2 separate regions of the Anas platyrhynchos genome follow, and region 1 is linked to region 2. The links are chromatin contacts, called in public Hi-C maps. All regions are on one chromosome and are shown on one strand. The core of a region is the stretch at or near the end of the contact, and the rest is flanking DNA. Distances in the headings are between cores, read along the strand shown. Region 1 has its middle 8.7 kb from the start of CXXC4. Region 2 overlaps ARHGEF38 (Rho guanine nucleotide exchange factor 38).

Evidence for each region. Hi-C and Micro-C count contacts between places; a contact is called where the count stands out from the background.
Region 1: a Hi-C map of skeletal muscle shows a contact between it and region 2, with 3 times the contacts expected there. The contact joins two enhancer-like sites. A contact is called at or near these places in 4 of 8 Hi-C or Micro-C datasets (F1 follicle, liver, skeletal muscle and 1 more).

The regions. Positions count from the first base shown.
Region 1 is chr4:9,284,784-9,288,243 of IASCAAS_PekinDuck_T2T, forward strand. No RefSeq gene overlaps it. Among named protein-coding and RNA genes, the nearest start is that of CXXC4, 8.7 kb to the right of the region's middle. Within about 2 kb of position 1,843, at least 3 of the 8 cell types and tissues checked have an H3K27ac peak or open chromatin away from gene starts, as enhancers often do.
Region 2 is chr4:9,111,385-9,115,159 of IASCAAS_PekinDuck_T2T, forward strand. It overlaps ARHGEF38 (Rho guanine nucleotide exchange factor 38), which reads right to left. Exons shown (of 14, transcript XM_005027895.6): 3 at 3,359-3,482. Among named protein-coding and RNA genes, the nearest start is that of ARHGEF38, 15 kb to the right of the region's middle. Within about 2 kb of position 2,192, at least 3 of the 8 cell types and tissues checked have an H3K27ac peak or open chromatin away from gene starts, as enhancers often do.

The DNA.
Region 1 (3,460 bases), core at 593-3,092, 170 kb after region 2:
GGGGGGGGGGGGGAGGGAACTCTCAGCTGGTGCAAATTATCACAGCAATTAATGCGCTGTTTTTGTAAGTATGACAATTTACACCAGATGATAATCTTCCCCCTGGCCTGAAAGAATTACCAATTTTAGCACATGATCCGATAAAGCCAGCTACAATTGCAAACCGCTGTGACTTACATGCACTGGTAAAAAAAAAACACTTTTCTTCCATGTTTGTTTGAACTGAGAGCATTCAATGCAACGTTTACCTTCTTCCCCTTCCCTATGGTGTGCACCTGCTGAGCACCCACCCTGCAGGTGCTGCTGTCAGATTTTGGGTGTTGCTCTCCTATCCGAGAGCCCTCTCAGCGTAACTGAGGATAATGTGGCTGGGCAAGAGTGGTCTGTGCCCTGAGGTTCTTCTTGTGCTGGTTTGTTACCCTGTGCCATAGGGGTTTGTTGCTCTGAGGAGTGGATTTATTTATTTATTTATTTATTTTGATCTTGTTCTAAGGATTTGGCTAAAAGTAGCTGCGGTTGCTGACTTGAAGAGTCTTTGCAGGGATCTTTGGAAATGGGACAGCAATCCAGATTTGCAGAGTTGTAGTCAAAGGTATATTTCCTTGCCTGAAGGATGAGGAATAACAAGGTCAGCAGGAAATCCTCCTTGAACCCTCACCTCTGCATGAGGCCTGATGCTTCAGGGATGTCCTCATCCATTTCCTTAAGGCAGGTAAGCCCTTATCCATTATTACTTTTTTTTTTTTTTTTTTTTTTTTTATGCTCCACTTGGGCTTTGGTGCATGTAAGACCACCAATGTGGTCTACTCCATCACCACTGTCTTGCTAGAGGCAGAGCTGAAGGCTGTTAGGGAACTATAAATTTTTTAAGATGCATGTATAGCTTCAAAAACGTTTACATGAGGAATTTGAGGATTTGTCTGTGGATTTAGGTACCTAAATTGTTATTTTATTACTATCTAAGTGGTGTATGTAGTTGGGTGTGGGATGCTGTTGTCCCTCTTGTATACATACACGTTTAAGCCTATGCTTTACACTGCTGCAGCTCACAGGAAGGAGGGCTGCTCACACGTACTGTACATCTAACACAGATGTGCACTAGGCTGGATCCAGGTCTGAATTTTAGCCTGGAGGTGTTCCAGATGCTTCTGCTGTTACATGTGTGCAATGGAAACAGGATTTCTCTAGCTGGTTAAGCACTTTTGGATTCTGCAGGATGTAGACATTACTGTTATAATAATGGTTATGGTAATTTCCAAGGTAGGTGATAAATCTATCACTTAACGCATCTATTCCTTAATTAGACAGTAAGGATAATGTCACTATTTGGAGTAGAAGGAAATGCAAGTGAGATCAGCATTTAAAATGTAAAATTCAAATGATTCTTTTCTTTGTAAGGATAAGGGGGATTGTTTAAAAATAATCAACTGTGGTGATTTATATGGCATCCTGTTGTCTTATAAAAAGCACAGATTAAAATTGCAGAAGCTTTAATGGACCCAATGGAGAAAAGTCTTAACTTTAATCCTAGCAGACATTTTAAAACCATGAGAAGATACCGAGTATAGATTTTAAAAAGGCAAAACAAAATGCTTAACTTTCAGCAGTTAACAAAAGGCAACTCCGATAACAGAAAGCTACCTAACTCCGAGGAAAGAGTGCAAGTCATCACTGCAGCCCAATTAAATGATGGTGAGACCCAGTGGGGAACCGTGGGTGGCAGATGTGAACAGGGATTCTTAGGGTTGATGGAGCATTGGACATCCTCCAGGAGAGGAGGCTGGCTGGCTGAGTAGCCTGTGGTCAGTGATTTACTGCTCAGGCTGATGACTGGGTCCACATCTCCAGGGCTATAAAAAGAAACCAGAGCTGTGGTCTCTTACTGTCTGGGTGAGCAAGCCAGGAAGAAGCTCAGGGACGAGAGGAAGGAGATGACTTTCTGCTCCTTTGAATGTATTTGATGTATTTGCTTGTAAGGTGAGCTAAGCATGTGCTTTGAGGAAGCCCAGGGCTATGGGAGGAGACCACGGGCAGGAGAAGCTATGCATGTCCCTGCAATGCTGAAGCATGGGCCAAAGCAGTTTGGGAAGGTGGCTTGACTCATACAGTTTTTTACTATGATGGATAGCCGGGCATGCTCTGTATCTTTGTCCCATCTCCTTCATTTTCATTTACTGAAAATAGTTCTTTTGTACAGACCTTACAGTTAACTTTCTGTGTCAGGAAGCTTTCCAGGTGCTGGCTTAGAGACCAACAGCCCATGAGCCTGGGGCCTTCATAAAGAGCTCTGCAGTCGTTTCTGAGGCTTCTGGATTAGTATTATTAGTACTGCACACTTTGCATCAAACCTATGTGAGCTCCTCTCTCAAAGGGCCTTAGAACACGGAATAAATTACAGTTTTTGCAGGAAAAGGGAACAAGTCAGTCAGTTTAAAATTTCACACAGTTAGCTTGCAGAGTCTCTGCTAGGGCTGTACAACTTTTTATTCCGTGAACTTTTAAGAGGATATGTTTGAAGCTGGGCTGCCACTGTAGTTCATCCCTTCCTGCCTTATTTTTCACTGCTGGTACTTTTTCCTTTCAATTAAAGTGCTTTTTACACCAAAATCAATAGAGTTGGACTCTGAGTACACCTGATGTAACAGGTAGCTTTAAGGAAAAATAGGTTTGCATTTAGGGTATTTTTAGCTGATTTGCACCATAACAAGCAGCTTCTGTCTGTGGTCCTAAATGTGAGTGATAGGGGGTTTGTCACTCAGAGTCTTATCTGATGCAGAAGATTTCCTCCATCTGGAGCTTCTCTGTTCTGCCAAGTTTCATCCCTCCACAGAGAAGCTAGGAGGATTGGATTGTTAATTAATAATATCCTAAGGATATTGTCTTAAGCCTCACGCTGTCAGTGCAGTAAAACAAAGCACTGATTTACTGAGTTATTTCTTTTTTTTTGCCTGCCTTAAAAGGTTACTTCTTTTTTTTTTTTTAACATCAACAACAAAAAAAAAAGATTGTAGTTGCCACTACAACTTTGTTTATGGTGGCAAAACCTAGACATAGTGAAACTGCTGCATGTGCTGGAGGGAGGGAAAACCCCTGTCTTCCCCCCTCTGCCAGGAACGGAGTGTATATAAAACTGATAAGCTCGTTCAAGTTAAAAAAAAAAAACACAAACTAGGCTGAAAACAGTGTGCAGCACTTCCTAAACAGCAGTTCCCTGAGATCCTAGGTGGCCTTGGTGTGCTGGCTGGGATGGATGTGTCTGTGGAACTGTGGGAGGAGATGGGCATGGCTGGTGTTCCCCAGCACCCCCAGACACTGACTTCTAACTTTCTTTTTTTTTTTTTTTAGGGGAGCTACTTTTAACTTATATCAGCTTAACACAGATCAAATTTGGGATGGATATGTCAATCAATCCACAGACCACTGTCCTGATGAGGAATGAGTTGCTCAGACCTGCTTGTGC
Region 2 (3,775 bases), core at 942-3,441:
CTGAATATGAACTTAAATGGGTTATAACGGGAATAATGACTCCATCTCCCATTAGCCATTTCACGTTTATCTGTTTTGCAGCATCCTGAAATGGCAGTTGTTATGGCCTAGAGTAGAGATTTTTCTTTACATGACACAGGAACAACCTCCACCCCTCCCCTAATGAAATAAAACCACTGTGGATTGCAACCATTTCTATATAGCCCTTAGGTTTATATACAACTGAAAGGGGAAAACATTTACATTTCCAGTCCTCTACGACACCATTTTGCCCCCCAAACAGTTGGGAATTTTAGAGGCACTGAAGTAGTCCTGCACTCGTTTCCCATTTAATTCTGGTGCGTAATTCTCTCAGCCTAAAGCCCCTCTGCCCGTTTCCGTGTACCTAAGAAATATTATCCGAATGGAGAAGGCACGCTTCATCTTTTCTGCTGAGATATTCATTTGGCTCCTACACTTCTGTAGCAGCACCCTGATCAGCATCCTTGGCAATACACATTATAAACAACAGTGATGGTGAACTCTACTGTCTGGGGCATTTATGGAGAAACAGCATCTACATGGCAACCAGTCCGATGTTTTATAAACATTCCTGTTGAGTTATAGCGATGATTATTAAAGTTAAAAGCCGAACACCGTGTTAATTGGGAGCTCTCCGTTCATTCACAGCGAGCACAAAGCTGTCAGGCATCCTGCATGTTTCATCCTGACCGGAGTGGGCTGTTTCATAATACATTGCATTGAACTGCTCTGTCGTAAAGTGAAAAATGATTCAGTTACCACAGTAACACAGCTCTGGGTTTTTTCCCCTAGCAGTGAAGGTTAACTGGGCTGTCTAATGCATGTTGGTTTCAAGGTGCGAACAAGGGAACAACAATGACTGAGTTAAGACCACAGAAGTTCATTTTAGTTACTGTAAGGCCACCGTCAGAAAAGCAGCAGCATCCTCTACTTGGATCTTCTTCAGGTGCTGTCATCCCTATTTTCTCTGTCTCGTGTTAAATGCTGATGCTGATGGCTGGCAAGACACGTTGCCTCCTGACATTCCCGTGAACTCTCCACACCGGCCTTTACTAGCTGGCAGTGTGAGGGGAAACCTTAACAAGCTCTCTCCTGATTCTGCACCCTCGGTGCCTGCTTTACAGAGATGCTGAGCTCTCACACTTTTCACTAACTTTAAGCAGAGCTCCAAGTGCTTAGCACAGCCTGTAATAATGCTAAGCTCTCAAGAGAGGTCATGTTTTCTGTAGCAAAAATGCAAACTAGAGACTTACAGTTCCCTTCAGCATATATTAGAGCCTGGAAATGATCATTCTGTCTTCCAAAACAGAAATGACCAAGATCTGTTCATTGACGTACTGCGCCATAATGACAGGTATTTTCGTTGATGCTAAATGATGAGAAAAAAAATGATGTGCTGATTTCATGGATGGGATCTTTTAAAAGCAGCTAAGGTTCCTAAGCTTAAAGCTCTTCTTGGTTTTGAGTTGTATGGATTGAATCAGTTGATCTTTGAGCGTATCACTGTAGAAGCTTGATTTAGGGGCCAGAAATACATATTTGGGCACAGGTTTGAAAATACTGAGTCTTTTGTGCACTCTGACAGATCCAAATCTGTCATCAAAAGACATAAATATAAGCAACTGCATTGTTTTAGTTCCAAACCAGGGAAACAGCAGTTCTCTTCAACCTCACTGTGACTGGGTTGCCTTCCAAAGGAAGATGTTTTGATGGAGGATCTTTAAATACCATAAACATGATAGAACATAATGGGTGTGCTAAAGAGATTCTCATCCTGTTTTTTCCACAGACTGGCTTTAACAACTTTTACACTGATTATGAGGATCCTCAAGACACAATTATCATCTGTTCTGCTTCTAAAGGATGGCAAACTTACTGACTTATTGCTTATAGTGATGCAATTACCCTCCCTGCTTTTCTCTCAGCCTTTGCAAGAAGTGCTTTCACCTTACATTCCATCTTTTTCCCTGCCATAATTAAGTCAACCCTCTGATCCAAAATCCCATATATTTTCACGTTTCTTTGTCTGATTCTGGAGAAGTACACCCTAAGAGATGGATGAAATTGTTTGTCTTTACTTCTGGATATGGCAGAGAACTAAACGGATGATTCTCCTTGCTGTGAGAAAGCCACTTCCTGCTAGAATAGAACATTGCTTATTAAGGCTATGACTCATCATGATGCACTTTTATTGAAATCCTGCCAAACAACACAGTCTCATCAAACTACGTTAAGCTGTTGCCTTGGCAAACCAGATTGAGACATACTAGGATTAATACTTTTCCCAAGCCTCGTATGCTTTAATACCACGTTTCCCAGTCAAATGTCAACCAATAAGTTTTTACCCCATTAGTTCATAGAATCATAGAATCATAGAATATCCTGAGTTGGAAGGGACCCTTAAGTTGTGAGAAGATGGGTTCTTTCTGTAACACATTACCTGTGGTGTGTGGTCAGTTTAGGGAAAAGAGAACCTCTGAATCATAGCTGAAAGTTTTTTTAAGCTAAACTGGCTGACTTTGCACTGAAACTAATTAAGATTTCTCACCTGATCCCGTAAGCTGGATCACCTACTGCCTCTGCACTGAATAAGCAGTTACAGAAGAGCTGATGAATGGAAACTTCTTGTTTTTTTCCAGCTGTGCCAGAAGGTCAAGTGAATAGATCATAGCCATAACAGTCGTGACCTGAGCTGCAGGACACATGATTGCTGTGATATATCCAAGGACAATCCATTTGCTAAAAATACCTATGATCCCTACAAGCATTCCTAAACAGATTCCCACAAGCTCTGTATCAATTACAGCTTTCTTTCTTTCACTGACCATGTCCCTGTTAATTGCACTTAATCACCTCTTACGTGAATTATATTGCCAGTAAATATGCTTACAATGTATGGGTTTTTTTATGTATTTATTATTCCAATCAATTTTAATGCTTTTCTCAAGTGGTACCAGTATGAGCATGCAATATAAGAGTTGGTCTGAGCATGAGCAGTTAGGTAGGTAACACTAAACTAGATGAAAATTAAGTTATCAATATATAGCATAACTCAGTGTTGTGGTATTTACTCATTCTAAACTCACTCTCTCCAGCCTTTCTTCCCGTCAACATCTGGAAGGATGGAATGAGGGCACCATGACCAGGCCTGTTACGAGCCCAGCAGAGCCACTGGACAGGCTTCACATTTCCTTTTGCCTGCATTACCGTGGACAGCTTGTAGCAAGTTAGCCTCTGGGAGCAGTACTAGTTAGGTCTGATGAGGGTAGAGGACAGGAGAGTGTTATGTTTATTCTTTCACGTGGCTTTGTAGAACTCAAGAGGACAGTAAACATACCGATTACTTGCATGGGTGGTTCCACATCTGTCGTGGCTTCTTCCAACAGTGACAGCAGTTTGGCTGATATTTGATGGACCGATTCAATGTTGCTAAACAAGCCATCCACGTCAAAGTGAACAATCTAATGGAATACAAATATTAAGCAGCTACTAAGGAAGGATAAAGAAGGACATTGTATTTTACAGACCTTCTCTTGCTAAGCCCTGTGTGTTCAACACTCCAGGAAGCATCGCTTCTGTAAAACCTCATATAAACATCCTCCTTGTGACTTCAAGGATACATATACAGTTTTCAGATTAGTATAAATGGGTTGACGCAGTTAACAAAGGGCATTTTATCAAGTATTTTTAACCTTATTTTGAACTATTCGTTCCTAATCTGAAAGTGTTTACCTAGGAAGGAAATAAACATTAT